2 separate regions of the Mus musculus genome follow, and region 1 is linked to region 2. Evidence: chromatin contacts called from public promoter capture Hi-C data. All regions are on one chromosome and are shown on one strand. The core of a region is the stretch at or near the end of the contact, and the rest is flanking DNA. Distances in the headings are between cores, read along the strand shown. Region 1 overlaps Stat1 (signal transducer and activator of transcription 1). Region 2 overlaps Stat4 (signal transducer and activator of transcription 4).

Region 1 (2,700 bases), core at 150-2,649, 130 kb after region 2:
ACAGTTCTCTCTCAGTGGCTAATGTCAGAAGGCTTATTCATCTTCTACAATGAAAAGTCAAAGCCTCCCTTATCACCGACAACCTGCCAATGAACCGGATATCTGAAGCATGTCTTTAAAATTCCATCAATACCGTTGTCCAGGTTTGCGGTCTGTGTAGCAGGGTGATGCAGACGGTAGTCGAAGTGGGTCTTTCTTAACTGAATGTCCCTGGAAGGGTCTTCACTCACTTGTGCACATTAACAAGGGTCTCAGACCTTGTTCTGTATTCCACATTTGGTGAGATACAAGGATTTTTTTTTCCCTGCTTGTTGTAGCGTATCAGTGGTTTCCCTTAAACAAAGTAGTGGACTTAACACAGCTCAGACCACATGCTGCATTAATTCATATGGCTAATTATATTTATGGCTTGTATCAGTTTGAACAACTGTCCAATTTGTGAGAAGGCTGAGGGATATATCTAAGTACAGTGAGCTTATAAAATCCACCGGAGATCTCGGCCTTATTTGGAACTGCACATTTGTTCTGCAGGGCTTTTGGTGGGGAGGGACTTCATGTAGGCAGAGGAACAGCGGGAAGTGGTGCTGGGTAGAGACAAGGGTGGCTTCTCCACAGAGCCTTCAGGGAGACAGGGGTCATGCCAAAGTCAGATCAGCCTGGAAGGGCGTGTCCTGGGGTGGGGTTTATAGAGCTCTGCCTGCTCTCTGGGAAAGGAGCTAAGAGGCACCAGATGGCTGGCTTGATGTCAGCTTCCTCTGCGCTTTCATAATCCGATCTCAGTAATCCTCCATGCATTCCTTCATGCTGTTGGAATCAAACCAACAGACAGCAGCATGGTGGTGCGCATCTGTCATCTCAGGCTGGCGGAGTCGGAGGCAAGGATGGGAAGCAAGGAGTTTGAGGCCTGACTGAGCTACACGGGGAGACCCTGCCTATAAATAAAGGGGGTGAAACAAAGCCACCATTCGTAGGTTTTAAACTGCTTGTTGGTCCTTTCAGCCTGTGTAACTAGAGGCCCATTTCAAGTTAATATACGAGAGAATATCACCTCTGCTGTAGTCACCCTTTGCAATAGATACAAGAGCTCTCAGTCCAACTAGAGCAGCAGATCAATTTCTGTTTGGTAAAAAGGCGATTTTTGTTTGTTTGTTCGTTTTTGTGTTTGTTTCTAGGCCCTAATGCTGGCCCTGATGGTCTTATTCCATGGACAAGGTTTTGTAAGGTGGGTCCTCCCTGGGTTGTTTGCTTACTCTGGCATGTTCATGTGTCCCCCTCACACCCACTAGGACAAGTTGTTTACCTTCCTACAGGGCAGGAGGTTGGTCTGCAAGCAGAGACCGACCGAGACCAGCCGGCAGGAAGCACCTGCCTGAGTGATAACACTCTCCCACATCCCTCGCCCCAGCCTCTTAATCAGCAGGGCTCTGGCTAAGGCCGTGGGAACCGTGCACGGAGCAGTTGTGCAGAGCTACCCCAGCTCGAGGGCACCTGCACAGGGTGGTGAGACCCTGCACGGTTCGCCAGCAGGAGCTGAGCTGCTCATGCTGGCTTCTGCTACAGTGAGCACACTCTTGTTTTCCAGTCATCTGGGAAGTCACCTTTGCCGGGTGCTGCTCTTGGGAAAGGGAGCCAAGGAGGGAGAAGCTCTAGCAAGTCAGAAAGAGGCAGGGGGAGCCAGCCAGGCATTTCCACTCAGGAACGACTGCCCCTCTTGCTTGATCTGGGGTCTCTTTGGAGGGGCAGGGCAAAGCAGTGCTTTGGTTAACCAATTGTGCATTTGTATACTTGCAGGAAAATATTAATGATAAAAATTTCTCCTTCTGGCCTTGGATTGACACCATCCTAGAGCTCATTAAGAAGCACCTGCTGTGCCTCTGGAATGATGGGTAAGCGTCCCTGAGCGCTCCGAAGGCTGGGACAGAGTGCCGGCCGGCCTTCAGGATTTGGCAGGGGTTTTGCTCAGAGATGCACACTTACCTGGTATAAGGCTCCTTGAAAGGACACCCTCAGGAGATTAAGCATGTCTTAGGATATCTATATTTAGATCTATCTATTTAAAAGCTAAATTAAAAACAAAAACCTCTTAGTGTCATTAATGTATTTATTCATTCTCACAAACATTGTCAGTATTTACTGTACTGCCCTAATAAAGAATCAGAAACCACCAGATGGGGCAGTGCAGATCTTTAACTTCAGCTGAGGCTGAGGCTGAGGCAGGCTGATCTCTGCTCGTAGCACAGCAAGCTCCAGGCAGCCACGGCTGACAGTGAGACTCAGTCTTTTTTGTTAAAAGGAAGGAAGGAAGGAGAGAAGGAGAGGGAAGGGAAGAGAAGGGAAGAAGGAAGGAGACAGAAGGAAAGAGAGAAAGAGAAAAGTGTTTAGCTCATTCAGTCCAGGGATCAACTGATATCTCCGGGGTTCCTGTCAGTTGACCAGCAGTGATGGTGTCTGAAGCGCTGTTACCTGAGGCTGCGTCCCCAGTACAAGATGCATAGGCAGACACTGTCATGCGTGGTGTTTAAAGTCAGCAAGTAACAGCAGACGACGACGCATTGCCTGTTTACCAAGCCACACCCCAGTCGGTGTTCATCCTGATTCCTACTTAGCACATGTATCTATAAGTGAGATGCTCCCTTTAAGTGCCAGTTAAGCATTTTGAAAGCATACATTTTCATAGTATGTTCTCTTGTCAGGCGGCAG
Region 2 (2,700 bases), core at 78-2,577:
ATGTGGGTAGAGCTATTCCTTGGTCTGGGATCCCAGACTGAACAGAAAGACCAAATCAAAGCTGAGTGCTCACATTGGTTTCTCTCTGCTTCTCAATGTTGCATCTGATGTGACCAGGTGCTTCATGCTCTTGCTGTCACGATTTCCCCACTGTGATGGACTGTATGCTCCAAATGTAAGCCACAATAAATCCTTCCTTAAGTTGTTTTCCTCAGATATTTTGCTCTGCACCAACAAGAAAAGTAGCCAACAGTATGTTGGTACTTAAAGAATGAGGCCTCTATAAATGCTCTTAATGTCACGAAACTGCCTGTTTCTTGTCATCTAACCTGGATATCTGCCTTAGTGGATAGACATGGGAGGCAAACTATGCATTGTTTGTGAAACAATCTGCCTGCCTTTTGTAACTTGCTCTCTACTGTCAGGATGGACCTTGGAATTCTGTGTCCCACTGGCTTTCTGTAGCTCAGCACGTTGTCACTCTCCTTGCTGTTTGCTTTAGGTTCTTGCATTCCTTGTCTGGAGATATAGGTGATGAGAGAGATTTCCATGGCAACAACGTGACTTTAGCATATCAGGCATAGATGGGGGTTTTTTTTGGGGGAAGACCTATTTGGTCATTATTATAAGTCAGCAAGAAAAAAATGGGGACGCGTCACTCGGGATGTAGACTGTGTGCTGGAATTGTGAGGTAATTTGGTAAAAGGACTGACATTTAATGGATGAATAGATGCAAAATGTGAGAGAATTAAAAATGAGACAATTGTATCACTTAATTTGGGTTATTTCACATATAATAATACATCTTAATTAGTTTGGGGAAGGGAGGAGAGATAATATGAGTTTGATACGAAAACTAGCATAAAGGACTTGGAACTACATTGTCTACGTTGTCTATATATACTTAATGCCACAAGACCAAGCTGCCAGCATACACTGTTCTTCATATTACCAGCTCTTAGCACACAGCTTAGTGTGTAGTAAGAGGCTCTGTGTCTTGTGTAATAATGAGAAATAGAGCTGACATTGAAATATGATCATTGCCTTATTCCAATAAATATCCTTTGACTAGCAGAGCAAATGTCACATCAGTGTAAATACAGTTCAGAGTCCACAAAAGCAATTCAGATTGTACACTTTGACTTCCTGATGTCATCAGTTTCTGAGGATGGGGGAACTAGTTTTACAAAGTATTGTTTACGACAAATGGTGTGAGAGAGAAGGTTTGATGTGGTAGCCAAAAGCAGAAGTTGGGGAAACCTTTCAGAGGAAGAAGGCTAAGAGAAAAAACCAATAACTGAAGACAACAAAATACTGAAGTGTAAGGCAGCCACACACTAACACCCTAGAACTTCACAGGAGAGGCACTAGTGGTCTTTTGGAACCAATGCCCACTCTCCAGGAGCTGAGTCAAGAGCAGTGACTCTTCATAATAAAGGACCACAGGCTTTGAAGTTCTTCACTTGCCAGAACAATAAAGCAACCAACAGATGGAGAATCACTTCGAAACTGGACATGAGACATTTACCTTCTTCCCTTCTCCACTTTGCTATCATGAAACTGGTGTATACTCAGCCAAAAGAAATGTTAATGCAATGCTCTTAGGGCCGAGTACATCACTTAAAAAGCTTTTTACTAGTGTATGATATGCATATAGTAGAGTCCTCGGATCCTGCTGCACAGCTCAGTGTGAGCACCAGGAATGTTTCCCTTTGTCACCTCCGCTATAAATTACACTATTTTCTCCACATAGTGCATGGAGGAACTTATTAATGAAGGGAAGAATGTTTTACCTTTTATAATTTTTCTTCATGTTTTGTATGTCCTATATTTTAGAGGCTATTACTTTCTCATATCTATAATGCCTTTATTTTTATAATATTTTTATTAAGAATTTAAAAATGCATATAATTTTTTTGGTCAGATCTACCCCTATAGCCCTTCCTTGAACCCTCCCTTATTCTCCCCCAACCCCAGCTTCTTTTAAAGCCCACAGATCCCACTTGGTGCTATTGTACATGAGTAGCTGTAGGGTCACCCAGTGACCATTGAAACCTCCCAGGGGTCACATCTCTGAATAAAACACTCTTCCTGCCTACAGTCATCAATTGTCAGTTGCCCCTATGCTTGGGGTGGGACTTTGTGAGCCAGTCCCCTGTACATACTGGGACTTGGGCTAGCTTGATCATGTGCAGGTCTTGTGTATGCAGACCCAGGCCCAGTGAGTTCATGTGCGCAAGGGTTCAGTCACCTTTAGCTGTAGATGTTTGTAACTCTTTTGAGCTCTACTGAGAATCTAAATGAACATACATCCTAATCCCAGAATTACTGATGAGTTAATAGCACATACTTGGTAAAGTATCTTACACAAAGACTTTGACAGGCATGTGAGTGTTATTGGTTTTAAGTCTTTTCTATCAGAAGTATCCAATTCACAGATGTTATTAAAAATTCTGAGTGAGAATCTAGAGCCATGGTGGGGCATTTTTGAGTTCCTTTATATCTCTTTTTACAATGCAGTTTAATATATACCAACTGAGTCTTGAACAACCAGTTTTTAATTTTTTAAAAGATGTATCTGTTTTTATTTTATCTGTATGAGTGTTTGCCTGCATGTATGTCTGTGCACTGTGTGTGTGTGCCTGGTATGTGTGTACCTGGTGCCCACAGAGGCCAGAAGAGGGCATCAGATCCCCTGGA

What was found. Capture Hi-C pulls out chosen DNA fragments and counts their contacts.
Region 1: a promoter capture Hi-C map of adipose tissue shows a contact between it and region 2. The contact joins two enhancer-like sites. A contact is called at or near these places in 1 of 115 datasets of contacts at active chromatin or transcription factors (CD8 T cells) and 2 of 9 other capture datasets (adipose tissue and liver).

Annotation. Positions count from the first base shown.
Region 1 is chr1:52,149,447-52,152,146 of GRCm38.p6, forward strand. It overlaps Stat1 (signal transducer and activator of transcription 1), which reads left to right. Exons shown (of 25, transcript NM_009283.4): 19 at 1,173-1,222; 20 at 1,792-1,886. Among named protein-coding and RNA genes, the nearest start is that of Stat1, 31 kb to the left of the region's middle. Within about 2 kb of position 1,400, at least 100 of the 459 cell types and tissues checked have an H3K27ac peak or open chromatin away from gene starts, as enhancers often do. A contact at or near this core is called in CD8 T cells and adipose tissue, where this site is marked.
Region 2 is chr1:52,021,149-52,023,848 of GRCm38.p6, forward strand. The region is part of intron 3 of Stat4 (signal transducer and activator of transcription 4); the gene reads left to right. Among named protein-coding and RNA genes, the nearest start is that of Stat4, 14 kb to the left of the region's middle. Within about 2 kb of position 1,328, at least 82 of the 459 cell types and tissues checked have an H3K27ac peak or open chromatin away from gene starts, as enhancers often do. A contact at or near this core is called in CD8 T cells and adipose tissue, where this site is marked.